Linked DNA regions of Anas platyrhynchos: region 2 is linked to region 1. Evidence: chromatin contacts called from public Hi-C data. All regions are on one chromosome and are shown on one strand. The core of a region is the stretch at or near the end of the contact, and the rest is flanking DNA. Distances in the headings are between cores, read along the strand shown.

Region 1 (2,700 bases), core at 13-2,512:
CCTCTTTCAGCTCGGTGGATTGCTCAACATGCATTGCAGAACGAGCAGCAGGCTGCTAACCTGCTAACGCAAAGAAGCTGCAAATACCTTGTGGAGTTGACGCTGCATTTTAGCGAGCTGAAATAGGAAGGCATCTCCTGCCTTTGACTGTATCCTCCTAAAGCTTTTGCTCTTCACTGCTTTTTTTCTCCATCAACAAAGTTTTGATCTCCTGAAAGAACAACTGAAATTTACAGCATCTTACAGAGCACTGAACTTGCAGCTGTCAAAATCAGAGGACCAACACTTAATTACACTTTTAGCCAACGGAAAAGTTTGTGAAACCACCAGTCACGGCTCCTCAGGGTGACAAAATAAGTAGATGAAATAGAGCAAACGAGGAAAGTTGCATTACAGTTACTTCCTCAGAACAGATCTATCACAGCTGCGCTTGGAAAGGCTAGACAAGAAAGAATGGAATCTAGAATTTTAGATTAAGATAGGAAATAGTAAAAGCAAGCAAAGCATGGGTTTCTTTTTTGTTAAAAAAAAAGGAAAGTGATGCTACATAGTACTGAATAGCTTATATGAAAGAGGTTGCATTGCTATTTATACTCATTAAATAACTACTTGACTTGCTTTTTGGTTTGAAAACAGGTAAATCTTCAGTCAGCAAAAAATAAAACCTCTAAAATCCTAACGAGGCTACTGCCTACTACAGTATTTCTGGCAAGGAAATGAGCTAGATAATGTGTGCAGTTTGGATTGGGGTGAAAAAATTGTTTCCAAATACCAGAACACCCCACACTTAGTAAAATGTTTTAAGTAAGTAGGACACAGTTTTCTCAACCTTATTTTCCCTCGATGCAAGCGGCAGCATTCCAAACAAAAATCAATAATTTTAAAATACCTCGATTTCATTTCAACAACCAGTTAAGCATCTGCTGCAGCCTGACTTTAAAGAACAGCAGCATTTTTCTAAAGCTCTCGCCTCCTTAATCCTTGTGTGCTGCCTTCCCTTAAAGGCCACCTTCTTCTCATTCCCAGTTTCTAGCATCACGCATCAGTATTCCAAGGGGTAAGGAGAATGGCAATTAATGCTAATGAGCCCAGACAGGAATACACATTTGTCCTTAAGAGACAGTAAGTGCATGACAAGTAATAGGATGAGACATGCAGCATTACTACCTCCTGGCTTTAAAATGCAAACTACAGGAAGGCTTACAGGGCGGCCAAAATGAATCCAGTCACAGCAGCAGTGATTTATCAGCGTCTCACCAGGACACAGCATGCCTTGTGGCGAGCAGCACCTCGTGTCTGAACGCCGATGCACACGCTGCTTGAGAGAAGGTTGCACCACGACCCCAGTGCAAACTGCACTGCTGTTCTCTGTGTGTCAACTGCGCCCTTGTAGCTGCCAGGTTTTAATGTTTATTTCAAGATAGTCAAATGAGTTCTTTGGGAACCTTGGTGAAAACCAAGCTTGGACAATATGGTTCAATATTAGGGCTCCTCTTTGTGAGGAGACAGATCCATAAGCAACTGACTGGTCCAATGCTAACACTGGAAAGTTAATCCTGGTGAAATGAACAGGCCATAACATGAAAACTGATAGGGAAGAGTGTGCATGATGATTCTTACCAAGGCCCTTTCCAATGCAAATAAAGAAAGCCCAACTGAGACAAAAAACAGACTTACATTCACAATAACTCTGGAGAAGCCATTTCAGTCCCTGAAGCTGCTTTTTACCAGTCTGGTTAAGCTTCACTGTCCTGCTTCCCAGGCTTCTTGCCTCACTGTCCAGAGCTCACACACTAAGATTTTTACTTATTAAACACGTTGATCAGAGCTAAACAACATTTGCAAGCTAACTTTCTGTTGAAAAGGATAATAAAACCAACAAAATGCATGGCTAAGCTGTTCTGTACTGAGTTTAAAACCACCCTCAAACAGGGCAGCCAGCTGTACATGGGCCATTTAGTTCAGTAAAACAAACAGGACAAAAAAAAAAAGACTCATTACCTTCCCTCTTATTATAACCCAACAACTGATCAAGCAATTAATGCTTGCGCAGCTGAAAAGGGTACCAAACTACACTACAATTACTTGCCTTCAGTTCCTTAAATCCATAACCTGTATAAGCTAATGCTTGTTCTGAAGAATTTCCTGGCTAAAGGAAGACAAAGATGAGGATGGACAAGGACATTGAACTCATTCACACCGTTTTCCACTCTCTTCTTCCACTCGCCCCGCAATGGCATCACCATTCCCAAAACAGTAACAACCGATGGCTTAAATATGAGGAAGCCATCCCAGCACTACAGTGGTAAGAATAGGAGTAAAGTGGAAAGGAAAAGAGAAGCCTTCAGAAGCAGAATGAAACCAAAATATCCAAGACAGCTCTGAGCTGAGATGTGCTGAATCAAATACACAGGCTGTAATTTGCGTACGATCTGACACACGTACTAAGCCCAGTGGAAAACGACACACTTCGCCGGGGTGATCCAACTACTGGCTGACAGAAACGTACAATTCCCAAAGGGCATCTTGTTTATACAGTGCTCAGAAGCCAGATCCAACAACCTCAAGATAAATCAAGAGACAGCCGTAGAGGAAGGCAAAAGGAAGCCCACAAGCACCAGCATTTCCACCATGCCATGGAAGAAAATTTTTTGCAGGAGATGCCCTTCAACAGACACACCGCATAAGCTAAGTTCCCCA
Region 2 (2,701 bases), core at 24-2,523, 49 kb after region 1:
GGGCACAGGAGATTTTCTCCATGTGAAAATTTCCCTTTTTGCACATAGTTAGAGAATCAGTCATTTCTTTGGCTTGGCTTCCCTCCTTTGCTTGCTTCTCTTTTTGAATCAACTCCAAATCTTTTTGAGTCAACTCCAAATACTCATAATCATGAATTATCCCTACCTCATCTCTTACAAAATGCATCCATTTGGGATCTTATCTCTGTTTTCTGTCTCTGAAATAAAAATTCCAGATTCTTGCACAATCACTTGATCCAATGAGCTCTAAGAAAAATGATGATTATGAAAGTTATGATAAACTTGTAAAAGTAGCCAAGGGAATTTGAGAGAAAGCACTTTTGCTTTGCAGCTGATCGTCAACTTGCCTCTCATCTGGATTTTGCAGTTATACCAGATTCTGATCCGGCCTTTATAAAGCTTAGAAAGGAAGGAAAAAGCTTGGTACTGGATTACCTCTTAGAACTGGTTCAAGCTGTTCTGTACTTGCAGTATGGTAGTTTGGTGTGTGCTATTACAGCCTATCCACTTTTTCTGCCACTTTTAGCCACTGACATCACACAGCACCGGAAGGGAAATGGTAATTACAGGCATGCTATAGATAGCCACGAAGCAGCATCTTATCAGCACTGCGAGTATTTTCAAACGCTTAAAAAAAAAGAACGAAGTCCTGAAGTTCACACTAAGCTTTACCTCCTTTGCTCTTTCACGATTTCAAGGTGGATGAACGGCAGGATCACGCCAGAGAGGCCTGAGAGGACAGCCTGAGGTCCGAGCTGGGCTGCAAATGCTGTTTGTAGAGACTCAGCCTGACTGAGGAACAACTGCAATGTGCAATCTGGGAAAATAGGGACTGTTAATGGGAAACGCCTAACACTTCTGAGCTGAATGTGAGCCTGGTAATGATGACCAGAGCCTTTTAACCAGCGGCCACCAGCTGACTACACTTTGACACTGACTCCACAGGCAATTCCTCACGGCGCTGTGAGTCAGCCGAGCTTATGAACAGCAGAGATACACCACGGAGGAGCACTGCCTCCAGCTCCAACACACAACCCACAGCCCGCGGCTCCCCCTGCACTCACACCCACACGGGAACAAGCTCCACATCCCCGCTCCCCGGCGGGGGCCGGAGCGAGGCGGGCCGGTGGCTGAGCGACACCAGGCGGGCCCAATGCGCTCCGAGCTGCCCCGAGGGGCCGGCCCGTGGCGGCGGCCGCCCCGTCAGGAGCCGGCTGGGGGGAAGCGGGCAGCGGCGAGGCCGGAGCGAGGAAGGGAGGGGGGGGAGAACGGGGCCGCCCGATGGCGGCGTGAGGAGGCGGCGCCGCCATGTTGCTGCACCTGGCGGCCGAGTTCGACCTGCAGAGGGATGTGGGGCCCTGGCTGGCCGAGCGGGGTTGGGCTGCGGCTCTAGGTAACGCCGCGGCGGGGGGCGCCGAGGAGAGCCCCGGCATTTCCCCTTTCCCTCCTTCTTCCCCTCCCCTTCCCCTCAGCGCCGCGGGTAATGGCGGCGGCGTTGGGCTGCCCCCGGCCGGGACAGGGCGAGCCTAACCTCGCTGAGGGGGGCTCCGCCCGCGGGTCCGTGCAGCTGAGGGTGGGGGGGGGGGCGACAGTTTTGCGGGTTTCAGGGCGCTTTTTACACCCCCAAAGCTCTTCTGCACCTCACAGCGAGATTCTTCTTCCTCGACTCTTTTTCGTTTTCTCAAAAAGTATTTTTTTTTTTATTGTTATGCCCGCTTCTCCCACCCTCCTACCCTTTCTGAGGAGAGAACCCCCCGCCACCTCCCCCCCAGCCAAAAATAAATAATGAAAAACAACACTTTTGTCTGCGCGGTGAAGGAGCGCTAATTAAAATTAGGTAGCGTTGGGTGTCACGCCATAGGGCAGTAGCGAAATTAGTGAGCGCTTGGTGTGGTGGTGGTTGGAAAAAAAAAAAAAACAAAAAAAAAAACAAGAATGACCCCACTGTATTCTGGGCCCTGTGGTTTTTCACTTGTGTTTGTTCTCATTCATCTGTAGGCAAGTGAGTTCAGCACTTTTTTTTTTTTTTTTTTTTTTTTTTTTTTTTTTTTTCTTCTCAAAAACTGATGGAAACTGTAGTCTAAAAGAGAGAGTTGCAACCCCATAACAATTGCTTCAATAGAAATAGATGGTGGTTGATGCGCCATGTCGGGAACTCCAAACCTCAAGTCCTTCGGTTGCATTAGCTAACTTGCCTCACGTGTCAGGGGGCTGTTATCAAATACTTCTTCAGAGCTTCTTTGTTGTAAATCAAAAATTATATATTTTTTTTGGTTTTATAAAAGCAAAGTTAATGGCCAGGCTGTCTCTGACGAAATCCGTTAAAAGTTATTTCACGGATACAAGGCAGTTTACTGACAAACAGTCAGTGCGCTATCCCCTGAAGGGTTTTGAGGTAAAACTCTGAAAATCTTGGAACGTAATCAATTCACCTGTGCATCTGTGTCATAAAGATATCAGAAAGGTGATGAATTGTGTTTGGGGGAGGGACAATGGCTTCAAGCTTTCTCAAATGCAATGCAGACTCATTTGTCAGTAATTGCACCTGATAATACGGAGTATTAGATTGGAAGGCGCATCTGAGCCAGTACTAACTTTTCCGTATTGTGTTTTAGGTTTTCTTTATAAAGACTTTTCCCCTCCCCTAGTGTGATGCTCATTTTTTTAGGAACATGCAGGT

The links. A called contact is a pair of places that touch in the nucleus more often than the background predicts.
Region 2: a Hi-C map of liver shows a contact between it and region 1, with 4 times the contacts expected there. The contact joins the promoter of GSAP here to the enhancer-like site in region 1. A contact is called at or near these places in 2 of 8 Hi-C or Micro-C datasets (liver and skeletal muscle).

What each region holds. Positions count from the first base shown.
Region 1 is chr1:12,898,664-12,901,363 of IASCAAS_PekinDuck_T2T, forward strand. All of the region lies in intron 1 of PTPN12 (protein tyrosine phosphatase non-receptor type 12), which reads right to left. Among named protein-coding and RNA genes, the nearest start is that of PTPN12, 13 kb to the right of the region's middle. Within about 2 kb of position 1,263, at least 1 of the 8 cell types and tissues checked has an H3K27ac peak or open chromatin away from gene starts, as enhancers often do.
Region 2 is chr1:12,947,912-12,950,612 of IASCAAS_PekinDuck_T2T, forward strand. GSAP (gamma-secretase activating protein) reads left to right here and starts at 1,274. Exons shown (of 31, transcript XM_072030397.1): 1 at 1,274-1,414. The coding sequence starts at 1,330. LOC106015179 (a long non-coding RNA gene) reads right to left here and starts at 1,224. Exons shown (of 3, transcript XR_002399365.4): 1 at 1,086-1,224; 2 at 694-838.